Linked DNA regions of Mus musculus: region 1 is linked to region 2. Evidence: chromatin contacts called from public Hi-C data. All regions are on one chromosome and are shown on one strand. The core of a region is the stretch at or near the end of the contact, and the rest is flanking DNA. Distances in the headings are between cores, read along the strand shown. Region 1 overlaps Sgip1 (SH3-domain GRB2-like (endophilin) interacting protein 1). Region 2 has its middle 16 kb from the start of Gm24869.

Region 1 (6,002 bases), core at 2,295-4,794, 140 kb before region 2:
TAGAACTGGAGTTACAGATGGTCGTGGATCTCCAGGTGGGTGTTTTTCAGACCCTTAACTGCTGAGCCACCTCTCCAGCCCTGGTTAGCTAGGATGGTGCCATTTACATTAAAGTCATTACAGAGCAATCTCTAGAAATTCCTTTCATGCTGTTGGCTATTTTTCTGGTTTGTCAGAGTATTAGGTGTTCTTTTCTTTCTCCCCGGTTAGGATGAGCGGCTACTGTGTGGTCACAGTAGGTCCCCTCTTCCCTCTATTTCTATCGTCGTCATCGTCGTCGTCCTCCTCCTCATCATCATCATCATTCCTTTCTGTGCTCCTGTGGTTGGGATGATTTTTTTCTAACCCTTTGTATCACAGTCTTGTGAGCGTTTCCTTCAGTGCTGGTGTGGTTGCCATGAATTGCTTTAACGGAGCTTGTTTGGAAATGTCCTAAGTTCTCCATCAGTTTTAAAAGGCTGCTCTGTTAAATATAGCAGACTCTTTGGCAGTTACTTCCTGTTGGGGCTTGAAGCATATTCCATGCATCCCTGGATTTTAGACGACGAGAGATCTGGCATTAGTTTGTTGTGTTTGCCTTTGTGGACTAGTGAGTGATCAAGGGGGAAAGGCCCCTTGTGGGTGGTGCCATCCCTGGGCTGGTAGTCTTGGGTTCTATAAGAGAGCGAGCTGAGCAAGCCAGAAATAACATCCCTCCATGGCCTCTGCATCAGCTCTGGCTTCCTGACCTGCTTGAGTTCCAGTCCTGACTTCCTTTGGTGATGAACAGCAGTGTGCAAAGTGTAAGCTGAATAAACCCTTTGCTCCCCAACTTGCTTCTTGGTCATGATGCAGGAATAGAAACCCTGACTAAGACAGTATTCTACATTCCTATTGTTCATATGCCCACTTCTCTAGTGAAATTTTCTGCTATAACCTCATGGACTAGATTGTCTATGCCTTTCTAAAAACCTCCTGTAGTCTCTTGAACGTGGGCCAGAGTTCTAGGAAGACTTGCTCATATTCATTCATTTACTTTCCTCCGCATATGACTGATCTTCTCCAGACGTGGAAAGCTTTCTTCCACTCATCCTTGTTTGTTGATGACTCTTATTTCCAACGTTTCCTTTTTGTTTTCTTTTTTCTTCCAAATCTGACTTCCTCTGTGTTTCTGAAGATCTCTTCCATACCACTCACCATCATTACCTCGACTAACTTTCTCACGTAGGTTCTAAGCTCACTTTCTTCTTTTACTTATCTACTGGATGAGGCCTCTGTGTTTAACAGCAAGAGTCTGAAGTCTTCTGGCATTCTCGCTACAAGATGGCGCTTCTGTCTTTGAGTTCTGAGCTTGCAAAAGTACTAGAGTGGCTTGATTTCCCATGTGGTTTCTGTTTTCTTGATTTTTCTTTTTTGTACATTTATTGGGATCTTTATGAACTCCAGGTTTTAATTTGTCCTTTCTTTTCACTTTTTTGTTTAATGTAATTTATGGGAGTCTTCTGGTCAAATGGTTTCTGCTTGGATTTCTCCCTCATTACAATTTTTTGGGTGAAGCAAACTATATATTCAAACATGGCGATTTATGGCAATCTTGGTATACATACAGAATAAAAACAAAACAAACAAAACCAACCAACCAACCAAAAACTTATGTTCCCAGTAAGGTTCGGAGACAGGGACACCAGGGTACTTTAAGAAAAAAAAATGCAGTTTACAGTGTTTTAGAGCTGCTAGAGTTAATAGTTAGGTAAAAGGAGCTGGTGGTGACGATGCACGTCTTTAATGCCAGCACTTGGGAGGCAGAGGCAGGTGGATCTCTGTGAGTTTGAGGCCAGCCTGGTCTACAGAGTGAGTTCCAAGACAACCAAGGCTACACAGAAAGACCCTGTCTTGAAAAACAAGCAACCCTCTCCCCCCACCAAAAAAAAAAAAAAGAGAAAGAGGAGGAAGAGGAAAAAGAGAAGAAGAGAAGGAGGAGGAAGAGAGAAAAGAGAGGAGGAGGAGGAGGGAAGATCTTCAGGGAGCGATGTGAGCTATGGGAGAGCCCCAGTATGTGAGTTAGAAGTGTGAGGACTAATAGAGAAAATACAAAGGAAGAGACTCAGGAAAAGAGATGGAAAAGCCTGTTCAGGCAAGATTCAGACCAAAAGGAACTATATAAGAGAGATGAAAAGGTGTGAATTAAAATAACAAAGAAAATTAAAATGAAATGGGAAGTATACCACTAGCTTGTACTTTTCTTAGGTGGGATAACATGGCTGCCCCCATTCCTTTGTTAGTTTTTTTCTTGTAGCTGTCCCTACAGATGGGGAGTGAGGTCCTGTTCTCAGTGATCCAGACAAGTTGGACTTAGATGTCCCCCCTTGTGAGTGAGTGAGCGTCTGTGCTGGGGACAGCTTTCTGTTAGAATGTCCTAATGGGGGACGATGGGGGCTGCAAGCCATCTAATCCCATCTCTTCCCGGTGTGCTTGGAAAGCCTGCTTTCCATTCAGGCATTAGTGTTGAGGGGGCGCTGGCAGGCTTGTGTTTACCTCTGTGGCTGGACATTCTTTTCCTTTGTGATTCCTGGCCCCTTCCCTGATGAGTGACCCACAAAGTCTGAAAATGCATTCACGGGCTGGGCAGGACCGGGCCTGGGTCAGCACAGTTCTTGTGTTCCCATGCTGCTGTTCATCTATGGTCTTCCACACATTCTCCGGGACAGCCACATGCCGTGCTTGCAGAAGACTGCAGCTTTAGGCTCCCGCTGGTGACTCAAAGCAGCTCTCTGTGTGTGGGTGCTAGCTGATGGCTGCTTCAGGCTGCTTCCAGTCGGAGGATTCTGTGGATCTCGTTGGCTTTTGCTTCTTTCTATATACTGCCTTTCTTTCCTTTTGTGCACACTCTCCAGCTGCCCTACCATCCCCTCTGTGAGTTTCTGACGTTTCTCTATTCTTTCTCTTTCAGAATTAGACAGACGGGTTCTTCACCAGGACACACAGAGGCAGCTTTTAATTCGCCATTTTCTACACAATGCCAAATTTATACTGCATTCCATAAGAGAACCAATCAAGCCTTAGACCTGTATTTCATTTTAATAAGTTTTCTTCTTTTCTTAATGAGATACTTTATATTGGATAAATTCTATTTTAAACCTCGTTATTCATCATCTTTGTGTGGCCTCTAATTTTAAATGTTGGTTTCCTGGAACGGTTGCCATTTCTCTTTAATGGTCTGTCTGGGTTACAGATCTTTCCCGTCTTTTCTAGAGCAGGGTTCTGTTCTCAGCCTTGCTTACATCAAGGCCTTCTGCAACTTGCTAACCCCGGCTGGCACTGATGTCTCATCTCTAGAAGTGAGGTATTGTTACTGACCTTATTGAATTATGTGAAAATGAAGGATAACAGGGCAGTCACATATTCTGCCACTTAGCAAGGCTCTCCCTCCCTTCCTCTCTCTATCAGCCTCTCTAATGATGATCAAATCAGGAAGCTCTGGTTTTTGCCCCACTCTCTCTGAGGAGGTTCAATCAGTTGAAGTTGATGCTGGCTGCTACCCTAGCGTTGCCTAGCAACCCTAAGCAGGTTGCAACAATTCTGAAAAAGGCCCGGCACCAACAAGGTCTCACTGATTGCAGGCTAATATAAGGATTATCTAAAGCTGGAGGGACAGCACACTGCCCGAGCGTTCTATGAACCCTTTTGTGTGGATGGTTCCTTCTCCAAGTATGATCCATGATTCAATTTGAGAACAGGGGTTCATGAAAACAAAAGCTTTCCCAAGACAGCCTGTCCTTTAGCCATCGCTGTTGGGGGGAGCCAGGTTATTAATTTGCTCTCCTGTAAGTAATTCTGTACTCAAGAGAAGTTAAGTAAAGACACTTGAGACTCTATAAAGTAATGCCTCATTAGAAGACCTCAGAGAGACGGGACATCTGAGGCAAAGGTGTGAGGAATAACTTACTTTAATAGACTTGGCAATGGGAAAGAAAGGCTTTGGCCACATACAAATTAGCTGAGCTTGCCCTGGGGCTCATTTAGCCCCCCTCCTACTCTCTCTTTTTCTCTCCCACTCTCTTTTCTTCTCCCTCTCCCTTTCCATCTCTTTGCCACCCTCCCCCCCGCCCCCAGGTGTGGCCGACTGCTCAGTGTGTGGCCTTCTAGGGGACCTGGACGTCACCTCATAGAAAGCTCATTGTCCCAGGTAAGGAAACTGAGGCCAAGTAACGAACTGCATGATTTCCAAGTTCTGAAGACTCTCCTGACTGAACTGGGGCAAGAACACAGACAGGTATCCAAGGGAGAGTAAGGGATGTTATTTTATTTTGATGGTTAATATTTAGAAAATGGCAAACTTATCAAGAAGCATTATAAAGTATTAGATGCTCAGGAAAAAAAATATTCCTAACTTAATCATTTAGAAATTGCTTCAGGACCACAGTAAACGTAATTTCCAAGAAATATTTACCAAAAGAGGAAGCGTCAACTGTAACAACTGAGTTAACATCTAGCATCTACACAGAAAGGTAAGCTCCCTTCTCAGTGCCTCACATCTCTGGTTTACATTTCAGGGGTCCAAGGTGACCCACTGCCAAGGATGGATGGCCCTCAGCTTATGATTTAAGGCCCTTCCTGTTTTACCACATCCACTTTCCATCCTGGCCTCCCGAGACCACATTTACCAACGGCTCGCGGGCGTGTGACACTGTCTGGCCCTGTCCTGATGCCCGATACCTTTCCCACCTCTCTGCCTTTGCTTTTTTCATTCCATTTGTGTGAAAGAAAGCCCCTCACCTTTTAGAAAGCTAGACTCAATGTCCTCCTGCCAGGAAGCATCAGGCCAAATGTGGCCTTTCTTACCTTCAACTTTCTCTGAAATTCCATGGGAATTGCTCACGAGGAACTCATCACTGCCAGTTTATACCAGTCAGGAGAGTCGTCAGAGCTGATGCTTATTAAATATGAAGGAGCCCACTAGGCACTTTACCCGGTGCCTTTAGATGCAGGAAATACTTTTTAATTTGTGTAATACTTTATTGACTCAATTTTATATTCTTGCATGGAAGGACACAAGAAAATGCTAACTGTCCTATGATAAGATTTATATTTAATTAAAGTGAAAATTAAAGGCTTGAAGATGGAACTAATGAATTGTGTTCACCTCTTCACACATAGCTGTGATTTTTCTAGATTGTTCTTTTTCATGTACGCTGGGTGAAGGATTCTGCTGGATTCCATTCTGATGGAACCGAATGGAATCTCAGAGCGGCAGGCCTTCGCAGACCTGCAGTTCACCTTACAGCCAGCTGTAGCTGCTTGCTGCTGCTCTCCTCTCACTGAGCTAGACCGAGAGTCCATGCTCCCGGCCAGGGATGATGTTACTAAAATTTTGTGTCAGGGCCAGCTTCAAAATGAACACTCAATATGGTTAAATAAGAACCAAGTGAACGTGTTATGCTACTAGCACTCTCCAGGGTCTACTCTCCCGGGGGACACAGAGAGTCCAATTTCTTGGGCAGGATCACTTAGCTACATCAAAGCAAGCCTATATTTGTTTTGGCATTGGTTTCTTTCTGGCAGTGAAATGAACTGAGCTTCCTGTCCATACGGTTCTGCCTGCCCAGTCTTAGGATCTCAAATAAGAGCTTTGGGGTGTCATCTAGGGGTTGTGTTAGGGTGAATCTGCCTACATAGGTATTATGTTATTCTCTTGGGATCTCATACAGATAGCTCTGGAAGTGTAACTGGGTGTTTTTTTAGTTTTTCTTTTTTTACTTCTACAAATGAAATAATCACATTTTCTGCCCCTCTGCTTGGAAGTAACAGACTAGATATGAGACAGTGAAAATACATGATAAAAAATTTTGAATCTGTGATGAATAATGTCTACCTTTTAAAGGCACAAATCTAAGTATCTATGACGAACAGTGGCAGTTGACCCAGAAATGGGGAAAGCCCAGAAAACCAAACAAATGAGCATCCGCTCTCAGAAGAGCCTTTGGGGCAGGCCCTCTTTAAACCAACATCAGTGACTTAGACTG
Region 2 (6,380 bases), core at 3,299-5,798:
AGACACGACAGATGGGAGGTTGCCTGGAATCTAAGAAAAAATAAATCTAGAAAAAGCGATGCAAAAACAACTGTGTAAAAAGGAATTTTAAGCTTCAGTCCTTGTGCCTAGTCATGTCCTTGAAGGACACAGGAAGAATTTCTGGGGTTCATCACACCTTTGGAACTCAACTTTATCAAGCAGATACAAGATTCCCCATATTGTTATGCATTTCTTAACAAACATGCATCTCAGGTTTTCCAGAAGCACATAGATTTTCAGTCTGCTGTCCCATTTTCAAGTTTTCTTATGTATCTCATGCAATGAGTTTTGACTTTGGGGCTTCGGAAGCATAGTCACGGAAAGTGAGATATACATTTAAATTGGTCTATTTCAACCCAAGTCACCAGCCACCAACTTTACTGACAGCAGTTTGAGGATATGTCAAGTCACAGACGCCTCTGAAATACCCATGTAGATCCAATCATTGGTAGAGCAATTAAATATTTATCATTGGATTCAAATATGGCCTATAAAATCTGACACTCACTCAAAAGCATAGACACTTTTGAGAAGCGAGAGACCATAGACCTGTATTACCACCCTTGGCTCTTACAACCTCTCTAAGCATATCATTTCAAATATATTATCAATTAATTTTAACCTACAAATTAATTTCTATTTAACTCTGCAGATTATTGTTTCTGCTCAATCTTGATTTGTAAGATTTCTGATTGTGAATTCATTTGGCTAGAAACATATGTGTATTTTAGGAAACTGATTCAAGCATGTTTTCTCCCAGCTCGGGACTGCTTGTTCTGTCTATGCCTGTTAAACTACCAATATGGGGCTACACTTACTGGCTACATGGGTGAATTCTTGTCCTGTGTCATGTGATCTTGAACTAGCATTCGAGGACTCTCTCAGATCTCTTCTCTTTTGAGAGTTCCACTCAGGGTCAGTTTCAAGAAGGCAGATTCCTCTTTTTCTTCCTCTCTGAGGAATCCCCTAAGGTGAATCTCTGGGATTCCTGATCAGAAAGGACTTTTCCAGACACCTCCACACTCACATTCCCAAAATGGCCTCTGATCTTCCGGGTGAAGGACAGACCTAGGACCATTGACATTCAAGTCAAGAGCTATGTGTTCCCCTCTCCTGCTGGGTTTCCCCACCCCTTTCTCTCTGGGCTTATTCTGTCCTAACTCAGTTTACCTTTCATCAAGCCATTGTTTGGTGCTATGTTTTAGGACATATTCTCTATGTCACTCAATATGTCTGTCAGAGATGGGCATCTAGGAAGCAGCTCGTCTGAAGGAAAACTATCTCAGAGGCACATAAATTCATTTTCTTTTTTTTAAATATTTTTTATTATTACGTATTTTCCTCAATTACATTTAGAATGCTATCCCAAAAGTCCCCCATACCCCTCTCACTTCCCTACCCACCCATTTCCATTTTTTGTCCCTGGTATTCCCCTGTACTGGGGCATATAAAGTTTGCATGTCCAATGGGCCTCTCTTTCCAGTGATGGCCGACTAGGCCATCTTTTGATACATATGCAGCTAGAGTTAAGAGCTCCGGGGTACTGGTTAGTTCATAATGTTGTTGCACCTACAGGGTTGCAGATCTCTTTAGCTCCTTGGATATTTTCTCTAGCTCCTCCATTGGGGGCCCTGTGCTCCATCCAATAGCTGACTGTGAGCATCTACTTATGTGTTTGCTAGGCCCTGGCCTAGTCTCACAAGAGACAGCTATTGCATACACTAGCAAGATTTTGCTGAAAGGACCCTGATAAATTCATTTTCTAATATGAGTGTTTGAGTGCTAAGAAGAAATCTCACTGAGGAAAGACATCGTGGGATACTGCTTAGTTGGATAAGAAACTAAACGTAGGCTGTCCAGAGAAACTCCCTTCAGGCATCAGCGTCCACACTCATTTGCTTACCAGTGTAATAAATACATTTTATTTAGTGTTTCTATGTCTCTCAAGACCTGGTTGCTGTTGCTGTTGTTTGCTTATTTCTTTTGAGGCAGGATCTAACTACATAGCCCAGGCTGTCCTAGAAGTCACAACCTTCTGGCTTCAGCCTCTCAAGTGCTGGGATTATAGTCATCTGCTTCCATTTCCAGCATCAAAATTATCTTGTTTGGTTAATGGGTTATGTAGATTTCTGCTTTTCTTGTCAGGCTATGGAAGAATAACGGTAATCATGGGAAATGATAAATTATGATTAGAGAAGGAGGTAATGACTGATAATTAGTGTCACTTGTAATGATTGGAATGTAACAGAACTTACAGTAAAATTATTAGTGTCCTTTAATACATTAAAGCTTTAATCTATGTAACAGACACAAATTTGGTATAATAAATGGAAGAAATAAGTCCTTACTAAAATAGATGCTATATCTATGTGTTGAGCCTAGCACTACTCTGCCAATAAAAAGAGTGCCTTAAATTTGAACTTGAGGTTTCTGTTCTTTCCTTTCTTCCCTTCATCCCTCCCTCATTCCCTTATCCTCTCTCCTTCCCTCCCACCTCCCCTCTGTGTGTAAGTGCGTGTGAGTGTGTGTGTAGGTGGTGATGGAGTAAGTGTGTGTGCGTGCTTGTGTGAGTGGTGGTAGAGTCGACATTAGATGTTTTCCTTTGTTACTTCCTGCCTTAGGTTTTGAGGCAGAATCTTTTACTGAACTCCAAACACCCTAGCTCTGTGCTAGGGTTATAGAGATGCCCAATGAAATGCAGCTTTTATGTGAGCACTGGGATCTGAACTTAGATCTTCACGCTTGTTCAGTGAGCACTTTACTGACTACAACATCTCCCCAGTCTGAGATTTCAATTCTTAGGCAATATATTTTTAACACTCCATGTATGTTACTATTAACAATGGCTTCACTTTAGCTTGATATCAACAGTGTGTGTGTGTATGTGTATATATATATATATATATATATATATATATATATATATATATATATATATGTTTATACATTCTAACAGATGTACAGTGGCAGAGAAGTCATATATATAATATGCATATATATATACACATATATATCATACATTTTCATTTAAAATGTAATTACTTAGGTTGTGAGAATCAAGCATGTTTATTGTGGTGCTCATATTCACTTACTGCTAAAAAAAAAGATTATGGACCCATTTGCATGTAGAAAGACTCTTCAATGATTTTCTACTGAAAGTACATGCATATAAATGTATATATGTTCTTTGTACATACACACACACGGGAGGGGGAGCTGGATTAGTGAATTATTAAGTGGATTTTTATTTTCAAGTTGATTAACTATTGCTAACTAGTTCTCAGAATAGGCTCTATCCATTACTCTCCACGAGAGGGACACACCCTTCCCAGCATTGGTTAGTACTAGATTTTTTAACATTTACCTCAGTAAGGGTTGGTTTTAATTTGCTTTGAGCATCTCTTTATCCTCCTGCTCGACAAACTGCTATGCATATATAGTTTGCCCTTTTAGGCAATATAGTTATTTTGTTTTCCTTACTCAACTGTAATAGCCATTGGTGAATTTCAGTTATGTTTACTCTGAATAATTTTCCTGGTGTAAATGTGTCTTTTCCCTAATTTCTTATTGTCTTTTGTAAACATACATGTTTAATTTTACTGTAGTTGAGTTATTCCCAGCCTTTCCTTTGTGCTGATTGAGAAAAAGATTTACTTACTTCATGTCTATGAGTACGCTGTTGCTGTCTTCAGACACACCAGAAGAGGGCATCAAATCCCATTACAGATGGTTTTATGAGCTACCATGTGGTTGCTGGGAACTGAACTCAGGACTTCTGGAAGAGCACCCAGTGCTCTTAATGGCTGAGCCATCTCTCCACCCACTATGGATGTCTTTTGAGTCTGGTTTAATGGCACTTTCCTGTCCAAGATAGTGTCCTATATTCTAGATTGCAAATGTGATTTCTCCTAGAATTCAGACTTTGTTCTATTTGGTAGAAATTTATTTTTAATTAAAAAATTCTAATTATTTTTTGAGAATGCCATATATGTTTACAATGTGTTTTGATGAAATTCACCTTCAGTCCCTCCCCTCTAACTTCTCCCCTGAAACCACATCTTCCTCTTATGTTCGTGTCCTTCCTCTTATGTTCATGTATGTCCTTTTTAACCACTGAGTTCAATTGGTGCTATGAGGACATGTTGTGGGAATGAGATCATTTACTCTATCTTGGGCAACTACCACAGCTGCATTTCAGAAGAAAACCAATACTCCCTCTATTGGCAACCACCAACTACCAAGAACTCCTCAGCTAGGATGGAGCTTTGTGGGTCTCTCCACCATCCACATTTGTATTTTTATTGGCTTGATCTAATGTAGGTAGTGTGCACAGCCACAGCCAGTTGAGTTCTTGTGTGCAAGGTGACTATCATGTCCAGAAAACACTGCTTTGCAACAGTTCTGAGCAATCTCTGGCTCTTACAATCTTCTAGCTCCATCTTTTTCCATGATCCCTGAGCCCTGAATGGAGGAGGTGTGATACCCATGCCCCATTTACACTGAGCCCTCCACAGTTTTCTTATTCTCTGCAGTTTAACCAGTATGGAGCTCTGTATTAAGCGCCATCTACTGGCAGTGACATTTTATGTTTGTACAAGGTAAGAATCAAATTTCAATTTTCCCAAGCAAATCACATTGTCCCAACACTTGTACCATGTCTTTTGCTGTCTGTCATCTTTCAATATCACTAAAATACAGTCTATGTCTTTGTCCTTTCTATTTGATTCCACTAGTCTATGTCTCTGCTATGATTTAGAGAAATGTCTTCAAAGGTCCTTGTACTAACATCTTGGCTTCCAGGGTGCTACTACTTGGAGGTAGTGGATCCTCAGAGGTGGGTCCTAAGGAGAGGTCCTGAGGTTGCTGGGTTAGATCCTGCTTTCTGGTTGTAACATCAGCTGCTGTGATTGGTCACATGACCCACCATTGACATCCAATGCCCCCAGCAGAAGCCCCAACTCATGGAATCAGTCAGTCCTAAACTAGACTCTCAAAACTTGTGAATCATATAGGCATTTTCTCTTGTTGGTTAATTATTTTGAGTATTTTTGAACAGTGATACAAAGCTGAAATAATACTATCTCTTCACAGACTACCCTGCATTAGTCAACATAACTTAAAATAACATGCTAACACCCTTCTTAGAATTATTTTGAAACTTGCGTATTCATGATCCCTTGCTCCTCAATATTAAGTTATAACAAGTAATACATATTTAGTGGCTCAAGCAACAGAAATTTATATTCATACAGCTCCGGAGTCCAAGATTAAGGGTTTGGTTCCCCTTTGAGGTTCGTGAGAAAAATGTTTGCTTCAGATACTCTTGACTTAAAAATGGCATGTTCTACTCAGAGTGTCTTCATGTTATCTTTTCTTTATCCTTGTCTATTTTCAGATTTTCCTTTTTTATGAAGGTACTTTGACAGTAGAGTAGTGGCACCGAAATGGGGCATCATGATTACCAGATGAAAGAATCAAGTTGGCATAAAGACTAAAATTCCTCTCTACCCCTACAACAGCAATGAACAGCAAATACAAGACGAGGTCATGAGAAAGTAGTTCTATGTAAACATAGGATGGTAAACTCAGGTGGTCTGAGCTCTTGAGCTCCTATGGTCCCTGCTCAGCAGCTCGTTTCTACTCTTGAGACTACCACTCCCCTTCCATAATACAGGACCACTGTCTCTATCAACATCCATAGGTTCCTGGTCCAGCTCATTGTTCCAGGATACAGAATCCTGGGGATTTTTGCAGAGGTGCTTCAGACTCGGATCCATACTTACTAAAATCACTAGTCATGTTGGGTTGGGGCCTGTACCAATGACCTCATTGCAACTGTGTCACCCCTCCATTGATCCTTTCCCCTAAAACACTAGCATTCTGGGGTTGCTACATGTTAGAATTTAATACAGTATTTTAAGGAGAACACTAAATAGCCGATTATAATCTGTGCTGGATAGTTTCATGTCAACTTGACACAAGCTCAAGTCTCCATAAGATCAGGTTATAGGTAAGGCTCTAGGGTGTTTTCTTAATTATTGATTGATGGAGAGTTCAGCCTATTGAGAGTGGTACCATATTTAGACTTGTGGTCCTGGGTTCTATAAGAAATCAGGCTAAGCAATCAATAATGAGCAAGCCTGTAAGCAGCATCCCTCCATGGCCTCTGTATCACTTCTTTCCTCTAGGTTCCTGCCCTGTTTGAGGTCCTGTCTTGGCTTCCTTTGGTGATGAACAGTGATTTGGAACCATAAGTCAAACAAATTCTTTCCCCTCACAAGTTGTTTAGCTATGGTGTTTCATCACAGCAATGATGACCCTAACTAAGACACAGCCCATTAAGTTATATGAAGACCTTC

The links. Hi-C and Micro-C count contacts between places; a contact is called where the count stands out from the background.
Region 1: a Hi-C map of rod photoreceptor shows a contact between it and region 2, with 2.5 times the contacts expected there. The contact joins two enhancer-like sites. A contact is called at or near these places in 1 of 15 datasets of contacts at CTCF or cohesin (pro-B cells) and 15 of 484 Hi-C or Micro-C datasets (the C10 cell line, the N1E-115 cell line, brain and 8 more).

Annotation. Positions count from the first base shown.
Region 1 is chr4:102,852,978-102,858,979 of GRCm38.p6, reverse strand. All of the region lies in intron 2 of Sgip1 (SH3-domain GRB2-like (endophilin) interacting protein 1), which reads right to left. Among named protein-coding and RNA genes, the nearest start is that of Sgip1, 96 kb to the right of the region's middle. Within about 2 kb of position 3,544, at least 58 of the 459 cell types and tissues checked have an H3K27ac peak or open chromatin away from gene starts, as enhancers often do. A contact at or near this core is called in rod photoreceptor, where this site is marked.
Region 2 is chr4:102,717,934-102,724,313 of GRCm38.p6, reverse strand. No RefSeq gene overlaps it. Among named protein-coding and RNA genes, the nearest start is that of Gm24869, 16 kb to the left of the region's middle. Within about 2 kb of position 4,548, at least 33 of the 459 cell types and tissues checked have an H3K27ac peak or open chromatin away from gene starts, as enhancers often do. A contact at or near this core is called in rod photoreceptor, where this site is marked.